Linked DNA regions of Mus musculus: region 2 is linked to region 1. Evidence: chromatin contacts called from public Hi-C data. All regions are on one chromosome and are shown on one strand. The core of a region is the stretch at or near the end of the contact, and the rest is flanking DNA. Distances in the headings are between cores, read along the strand shown. Region 1 overlaps Srgap3 (SLIT-ROBO Rho GTPase activating protein 3). Region 2 has its middle 45 kb from the start of Gm43868.

Evidence for each region. A called contact is a pair of places that touch in the nucleus more often than the background predicts.
Region 2: a Hi-C map of cerebral cortex shows a contact between it and region 1, with 4 times the contacts expected there. The contact joins two enhancer-like sites. A contact is called at or near these places in 9 of 484 Hi-C or Micro-C datasets (the HPC-7 cell line, LSK cells, cerebral cortex and 6 more) and 3 of 115 datasets of contacts at active chromatin or transcription factors (SST interneurons, embryonic stem cells and microglia).

The regions. Positions count from the first base shown.
Region 1 is chr6:112,923,855-112,927,765 of GRCm38.p6, reverse strand. All of the region lies in intron 1 of Srgap3 (SLIT-ROBO Rho GTPase activating protein 3), which reads left to right. Among named protein-coding and RNA genes, the nearest start is that of Srgap3, 21 kb to the left of the region's middle. Within about 2 kb of position 2,250, at least 65 of the 459 cell types and tissues checked have an H3K27ac peak or open chromatin away from gene starts, as enhancers often do. A contact at or near this core is called in SST interneurons, cerebral cortex, cortical neurons and 2 more, where this site is marked.
Region 2 is chr6:112,999,317-113,003,227 of GRCm38.p6, reverse strand. No RefSeq gene overlaps it. Among named protein-coding and RNA genes, the nearest start is that of Gm43868, 45 kb to the left of the region's middle. Within about 2 kb of position 2,132, at least 68 of the 459 cell types and tissues checked have an H3K27ac peak or open chromatin away from gene starts, as enhancers often do. A contact at or near this core is called in SST interneurons, cerebral cortex, cortical neurons and 2 more, where this site is marked.

The DNA of each region.
Region 1 (3,911 bases), core at 1,001-3,500:
GAAGCAGCTTAAGGAGGAGCTGACTTTGACTCATGGTTATGAGTTCATCATGGTGAGCCTGGGGCTGCCCATGGTCAAGACACCCATGGAGAGCTCAGTGCCAGGGATCAGGTCTAGCCCTCCATTTCACCAGCCCCAGCAATAGACAGGTGCTGACCACAGTTAGCGTGGGTCTTCCCTCCTCAGTTAAGTCCTTTGGAAATGCCCACATATACTCTTCAGTGTGTTTCCATGGTTACCCCCATTGAGTCTCGCTGCCAATCAAGATTAGCCATCTCAGTGCGCACAATCCCTTCTACCGCACCTGCTGCTTCATCCATTTGCTCAAGCTGCCTAGTTTCTCTAGGCTTCTGGATTTCTACTTCTGCATCTGCCTAAGTTGTTCTATTTTATTTTCTGTCTCAAACGGGGCTCTCCAGGTTGGCTTGCATGACAAGCATAGCATGCCAGTGTAGCACACACTTCAATGTCTTTTGTAAGGAAATGCCTCTAAGTTGCTGTCATCTTTGAAAATTTCACAATGGAAATGCCGTCATTATTGTCACATGTAAAGAACAAAGTGTTAGTCAACAACAGACCACATATGTAACCCTGTCCCATGCAACACCAACTGGAGGGTACACTCTGATGTTTGTACAGTGAGATTGTCCAGTGGGTGTTCATTTCTCCACATGTCTCCTCCTCACCAATAGCATACCATTGGATTTATCTTTGAGGATGAGTTTGAAGCTGGAGTCAAGGGCAGGATAGTGTTGGTCAAGGACTGTTAGCCAACGATTTATCATTGAGGAGGTTTGGGGATGTACCTGAAGCTGCTGGAGGTCACTGAGGACCTAAAGATATGGTGGATAGTGTCCTTAATCATAATATAGTTTTATTTGTGTGTGTGTGTGGGGGGGGGAGCTTGAGCTTGAGATAGATATCTTTAATCACTCTACCTAATTTTTTAGACATAGTCTCTCACTGAATCTAGAGCTCACCTTTTTGGTTAGATGCCTATCCAATAAGCCCTGGAGTGCCTCCTGTCTTTGCTTCCCCTCCGGGAAGATTACAGCTCTATGTTGCCATGCTTAGCTTACAGAGGTGCTGAGAAGTGAACTCATGCTTTCACGACAAGCACTATATTGACTGAGCTATCTTTCCAGCTCCTGTGATATGTTTTTGATAATTAAAATTCAACGTAAGGTGACAATTGCTTACCATTGAACTAGAAACAGAACAATTCTGCACAGCCTGGTCCAAGAACTCTGCAATGGACTCTCAAATCAGAGAGACCTTAGACTGAATCCCAGATTCGCCCATTAGTTCTTTCTTGACCTTAGTCAAGTCCATTTTCTCTCTCTCTGCCTTAGTGTCTTCCCCCATTCCATGGTTACCTCAGTGGACTTTTGTGAGGATTAGATAATACGGTCCAGGTTCAGTTCTTATCTAGTGTCTGCAGCACAGGTCATACTAGCTGAGAATACTCTGTTATTGTTCATACCCAGATTTTCAGGGCTTGATTGGATCCAAGAATGAAATTTAGAATAGTTACAGCAGCCGTGGCAGATTGCAGGCAAGTTAGACTCACCAGCATATTTTCTTTGGCTTCGTAGCACTTACAGAAACTGATTCACTTCCAACCTTTAAAAACCAAGAGGGTTTCTTTAAAAAGAGAGAGAGAGAGAAGAAAAAAGGAGCGTTCACATAAAAATCCAGACTTTTGGCATTTCACACAAAGTAAGAATATCATTCTTCGAGGGAAGAATAGTGGCCGTCCCCTTCCCAGGCACTGGGAAGTGTCCACTGACCTGTCTCACTCCTTGCTGTCTGCTTAGCTCTTTGGGATATCTGAGGTCTTTGATCTTGGAGGAATGGATCAACCTGGAGTCAACACTCCATAAATATGATCTCCTGCAGAGGGCTTGGGAGAAGTAGAGAGAAGGTTGTGTTTACTGGCAGGGGTCCACCGTACCATCTGTGTTATCAATTAGAAGTATCACAAATGCAGAGCCTCGTCCTCAAGAATCTGCAGGGTGGTGGCAGGGGCTTGGTCCTCTTAAAATGTGCTCCGCTTGTACCTGTGAGCAAGAGGGCCTCCTCATTGCAGCATGTAGGTGGGCTGAAATTTAATAAGGAAAACGTGGAAAAGTCTCTCCCTTGTGTCTGAAAAATCCCTCTGGTCCAGTGCAAGCCATAGAGCGTGGAGCGATGGGCTCAGCGACAGTCCTTGTGCAAAAGACTCAAGGTTCGACTTGACTGTGACTTTCAGTGTGAGTCACAAGGAGCAGCTGCCAGCAAACCCAATCTGATCTGGGGCTGTGTTTATAGAAGTCTAGTGTCTGCAAGATCTTTCTAACAGTTAGAGCTGTTTTGAAGAGACAGGCAGGCGGCCTCAGTAAGCCTTGATCTCTCCTGGGTAGGAGGTGTTTGAGGCTCAGTGAGATGCCCCTGCCCAAGATTGTCACCGTGGGGGACTGAGGCTTCAGAGGGGTATTTGTTCTAGGTGACATGGAAGGTTGCTGTTCAAACCTGAGCCGCTCAGCAGAGGCAAGCCTTTCCTCTAGCAAGCCTGCGAGTCTTGCTCTCAGTGGGAGAAGAAGCAGGATGAGTTGAAGAGGCTGACTAGAAGCAGCTGTGTGGCCAAAATGGGAACACAAACGACTGTTTCTCACCAAGTAATTTAGACAATGGCAGTCACTGTCCTCTCTCCACCCCTACCTGACTTCCGGATGCTTGTCAGTCTTCCCGGAGATGCAGAGGACAGGAGCTGTTTTATACATTACTGGTAATTTTTACAAACCGGACTCCTAGGCGAGCTTTGAGTCAGACAGCACGTGGGCCAAGTGCAGACTCAGATGTTTTATTTGGCCTAGGCTGTGTCTTTTAAAAATGCGAATTTGATGCCAACATGTAAAACTGAGAAGATTTCACATAAAATCTGGCCTTCCGGCACCTTTGTAAAGAGTCAGGGGTCTGGCAGCGCTGGCCTGGCACTGCTGCGTGGTAGCTTCAGCCAGGGTTGGGTGCCACATGACTTGAGCTCTCGCTTGGCTGTCGTTCTCTACCCACTTATGTGACCCGTTGTACCTGTTGGACTTTACATGGTAGCCACTGTACAGCATCAGGATCAGTTTGGGGAGTGTGGGACCCATTTAGGGAGCCATCCTTAACTGTAGTGGCTTGTCTGCTCAATGGTGTGGGGAGCAGGGAGTCCATTGAGGAGGGGTGCCCGTCTAGCTGCTCCTGAATCAACTCAGTGGCTTCTATACAACCAATTCCTAGTGATTTCATCTCAAGATAATAATCCCATGTATTCTTGGAGTGGCTCCAAAGCACTCAATATTTATTCCTAGATTGACCCAACTCTTCATCCTTAGGACTTGTGTGCGGTGGGGCTGGTCTGGAGATGTGCAGAACACTGGCATCCTCTTTGGCAACAAATCCCTCTATCCATTTGTACATAGATGGTGGTCTTCCATTTAGCAGGGCTGGCAGAGTGTCCTTGCTCTGAGAGTCTGTAGCTAGTAGGGGTTAGGGTACTAGGACTAGAGAGCCTTGATGTAGTTGCTCTCAAGCAGATACTGGGCTGACAGGGGTGGGGGTGTATGTGGAGCTTCTGCTTAAAGGCTCCAGATTTCACACAAAGTACTGTGATAATGAGATGTATATATTTGGCCTTTGTCTCTTTCCTGGCTTATAACTTCTAAAATCCTTGGAATTTTCAAAGGATTTTTTGTATGCTAATAAGTTATCTGATGTCTGGGTCTTTTGGTAGGTCTAGGCTGGCTGCTGGATCAGAAAGGAGTCTTGCATAGACATCTTATCCCAGGCCAGGTTAGAGGGTTAAGACTTTTAGTTCCATCCTTTTTAAACCTTCCAGAGAGAAAGAGGAGTGGGGTTGTTCACCAATGGCCAGTGATATAATCAGC
Region 2 (3,911 bases), core at 883-3,382, 76 kb before region 1:
TCAAGCTTATGTCAGTTGACAAAACAGAAACAAACAAACAAAAAAATCCCTAACCAGCACATACCCTATTTGGGATGGGCAGTCATTTGGTCATGCAATAGGGCTTAGCAGCAGGCTAGCACGGAGTGAGGGCTCAGTGAAGGGCATCTGTGCCTGTTGTCAGCTTTACTGTCTTAATTGACCTTGTGCCAGGGGGGCTGGTGAAGAGCCGCATCTGTGAGGCGTCATTAGTTTGTTTAGGCTGGAGGCTGCCTCTGAATCTCCACATCCTTAGATGTCCCTTGAGGAACTAGGGGCTAATCTGTGTGGGTACCAGGAACAAGAGGAAGGACTGGGGGAAAGACAGATGAATTAGAGGCCTCTTCTGAATAAATATCTGTTTAGCAGCCATTGCTCCGCTCCTTGTTGGGCTCTGGTTATCAGGAGATCAGGACACAGGTGTTGTTAAGGAGCTGAGATGTCAAAAGGAAAGATGGGGCAGATAGTCTTCGAGCAGAGCCCTCATGAGGGATGCAGATGCTTGGGGCAGAATCACCCCGGGCATAGCCATTTTGACAGTTCTTTCCGTAGAGCAAGTCAGCTCTTCTGGCTTCTAGATGCGTCCATATTGTATGTCAATCTTACAAAGGGCTTAGTCATGTCTCTGCCTCTTTCCAAATGGATAGTTTCCTCAGCATGAAGACTGACTCCCCAGTCCCTTGGTCAGGTGCACCTCTAAACATCAGCCAATGCTCAGCACCCAGCACCTTGTGTAGTCGGCTTTCCAGAGCGGCCACAGATACTGGAGACAACAAACCTGTCAAAAGGAACCGTGTATTTTAGCCCATAGATTGGAAATCTCAGTCTGTGAATGGTTGGTCCCCTTACTTCTGAACCCGTGGTGTGGCACATTATAGTGGCAACACACAGTGTAGAAGAGAGCCCTTCACGTCAGGTGCAGATAAACGAAGAGACCAGAGTCCCATAATTCCCTCAGGTCTTGCCTTTCCCTATTACCTAAAGCTTCCCCCTAGGGCTCCACATCTTGAAGTTCTACCTCCTCCTAGCAACACCTAGCAACACCTTGGCCCAGGAACCAACTGTTTAACACATGAGCCTTTGAAGGACATTTAAGATTCAAACGCAGCACATTTACAGTTCCCTAACTGTGAGAACAACCTCTCTCTCCTGCAGTGGTCATACGGCTTTAGTAAATGCATGTTTATCAAGTGTAATTCGCATTACACGTGTTAGTGTGGACTTTTCAAGTCGGCAGAGTCTTAGGCGCTGACGCAGTGAGTGCTGTACTCTTCTGGTTCCTCCTCCACTCACGTGGTTCCTTGGGGGAGGGGCTAAATGAAGTCATAAGAATAAATTATTCTGGACAAGGTTAATCATGTAATCAGCAGCATTCAGTATCGTTTAAGTTACTCAGGATGGGTGAGTTCTTAAGACCTATACAACATCACGCCGGAGTCAGTGCCGCCCTGCCTGAATATAGGAAAGTCTCATGCTGTGTGCTTACTACTAAAAACAAGCATGACGCACTCCTTTAATCCCAGCACTTAGGAGACAGAGGCAGGAGGATCTCTATGAGTTCGAGGTCAGCCTAGTCTACAGAGTAAATTCCAGGACAGCCAGAAACCCTGCCTTGAAAAACTAAAATGAACAAACAAACAAACAAACAAACAGCTAGGCATAATGGTGCATGACTTTAATCCCAGCACGCGGGAGGCTGAGGTCAGAGGACCTCTTGTGAGTTTGAGGACAGCCTAGCCTTTATACCCAGCCAGAGATATAAAGTGAGCCCCTGTCTCAAAATAACAACAAGAATATCCATCCAAACCCTAAGTAAACAAAAGTTAAGGGAAAATAAGTAACTTAACAGCATTTCCAGAACAAAGGATCGCCACTTATTCTTTGCATTCTTCACAACTCATTGCCATTTTGAAACAGCGTGGTTAAGAGAATGTGTGTGGGTAAAGGAGTTAACAATTGCAGGCATTATCATCATCGCTAGCTTCCGATGTCCTTGTAAGTTCTGAAATTCAGAGACTAGAAGCGGCTTCCTTGGGTTACAATGATCTGGTCAGAGCAGCCACCAGTAATGTTCTCAGAGTGCCTCACCAGGTGGCGCTCTTTTACCGGGATAGGTTCTGACCAACTCCCTCCTCCCACTTCCCAGCATGCAGTAGCCTCTTCCCCACCAGTTCAGCCCAGCCTTGTAGAGCTAGCTGGGATATTGTGTCTAAGCCTTGTTTCAGACAGGGAGAAATAAAATTTTGAGAAAGTATGTCTCTGGGCTCAGAGACCCTACGTCACCAGGTGGAGTCCGGGTTTATTCAATTCTGAGCCTCATCTGCCTCCCAGTGCTTCTCTTATTCGGCTCTCTGCAGACGCTTCTAGATCTTGCCTTGCAGGCTTCCCTCACAGTGGATCCTGGTGGGCAGAGCTAGTGCTCCTCTCCTAGGCATTTGTCACTTTCTGCTATTACGGGTGGAGAAGGTATTTGGGAACAAGAAAGGGAACAGGCTCTTTTTATTTCTTCCCCTTCCGGAGGCATTCAGGGGCAGTGTATGTGCAGCTAGGGGAAGGGACCTGGAACCAAACCGTCTTTGTCATGACTCTTCCCCTTTTCACAGCAGGATAACAGGCTGTGAGTAAACTTGTGTCTCATTATTCCATCCATAAAGTTGGGGCAGTAAAATATCCCATGGGAGCCGCCATAGACGAAGCACTCACTGCAGTCGGGTGCTTATGGTGAGCATCATGGTTCACCAGCATCCTACCTGGACAGAAAAACTTCTGGGAGGATGCCGGGCTGCCCATACTGGCCCTCACCTGTGTCTTCCTGCTACAGCATCCTTTTATGACACCTGTCACATATTTCAGTGATGCTGTGTGTTAAGTCTAGGCTCTCATACTCGCAATGGACCTGCAGCCCAACCCAGGGAAGTGGGTACTTAGCATGTTCCCATCACATGGAGGAGGCTCAGATATGACAAAGTCATCTCTCCAGGTCACTGCCTAGCGACAGGAGGGTGCCTCACAGTCAGGCCTGTCTGATTAAGCTGTAAGATTCAAGCTGTTTACTTCTGCATTCTACTGCTCTTTTGAAACTGGCAATAACAGTAAGCAGGACCCCTCACAGTGTGGGCATCATCCGGACTGCCGAACCCACATCCCAGGACCACCCATCTGTAGAGTGATGGTTCTTAACCCTTTAAAATAATCTATCTATCTATCTATCTATCTATCTATCTATCTATCTATCTATTAGCAGGATTTTCATCCTAGCACTGGGTAGGCTGAAACTCTATTTAGACCAGGCTGGCATTGAGCTCACAGAAATCCATTTGCCTCTTCTTCCTTAGTGCTGGGATTAAAGGCAGGTGCTACCACACTAGGCTAGATTTATTTCTGTTGTTTTTATGACATGCATGTGTCTGTGTGGATATATGTCCCCTGTGTTGGGGTGCTTGAGGAAGGCGGAGAGGGTGTTGGGTCCCCTTGGGGCTGGAGTTTTGTGTGCTGGGAGCCTGGTGAGGGTGTTGTTAAGCAAACTTTGAACCTCTGGAAGAGCAGCAGGTGCTCTTAACCTGGGGGACAAAGATGTAGAGGTCACTCATGTTTTTCTGCCCCTCTCCCCAAGGTCCTTTGGGTGACAAATACAAGGATTCTTAGATTATATTTAGCCCCACAACCTTCAAGGGTCACCTGCCCCCATCTCGTTTTTTTTTTTTTTTTTTTTGTGCAGCCTCAGGCTAGCTCTTTGGGCAGCCAGGCAGCCTGCATCCCAGGCACGTGAGGTCCTTTGAGCCATCCAAGATGTAACACAAGCACTCTGTGACTCAGACCAGACTCTCTGGGATTTTTCCTTTCTGGGCATGTGACAGTCTGTGCAGTATCAACAGCTTTTAGCAAGGAAAGAA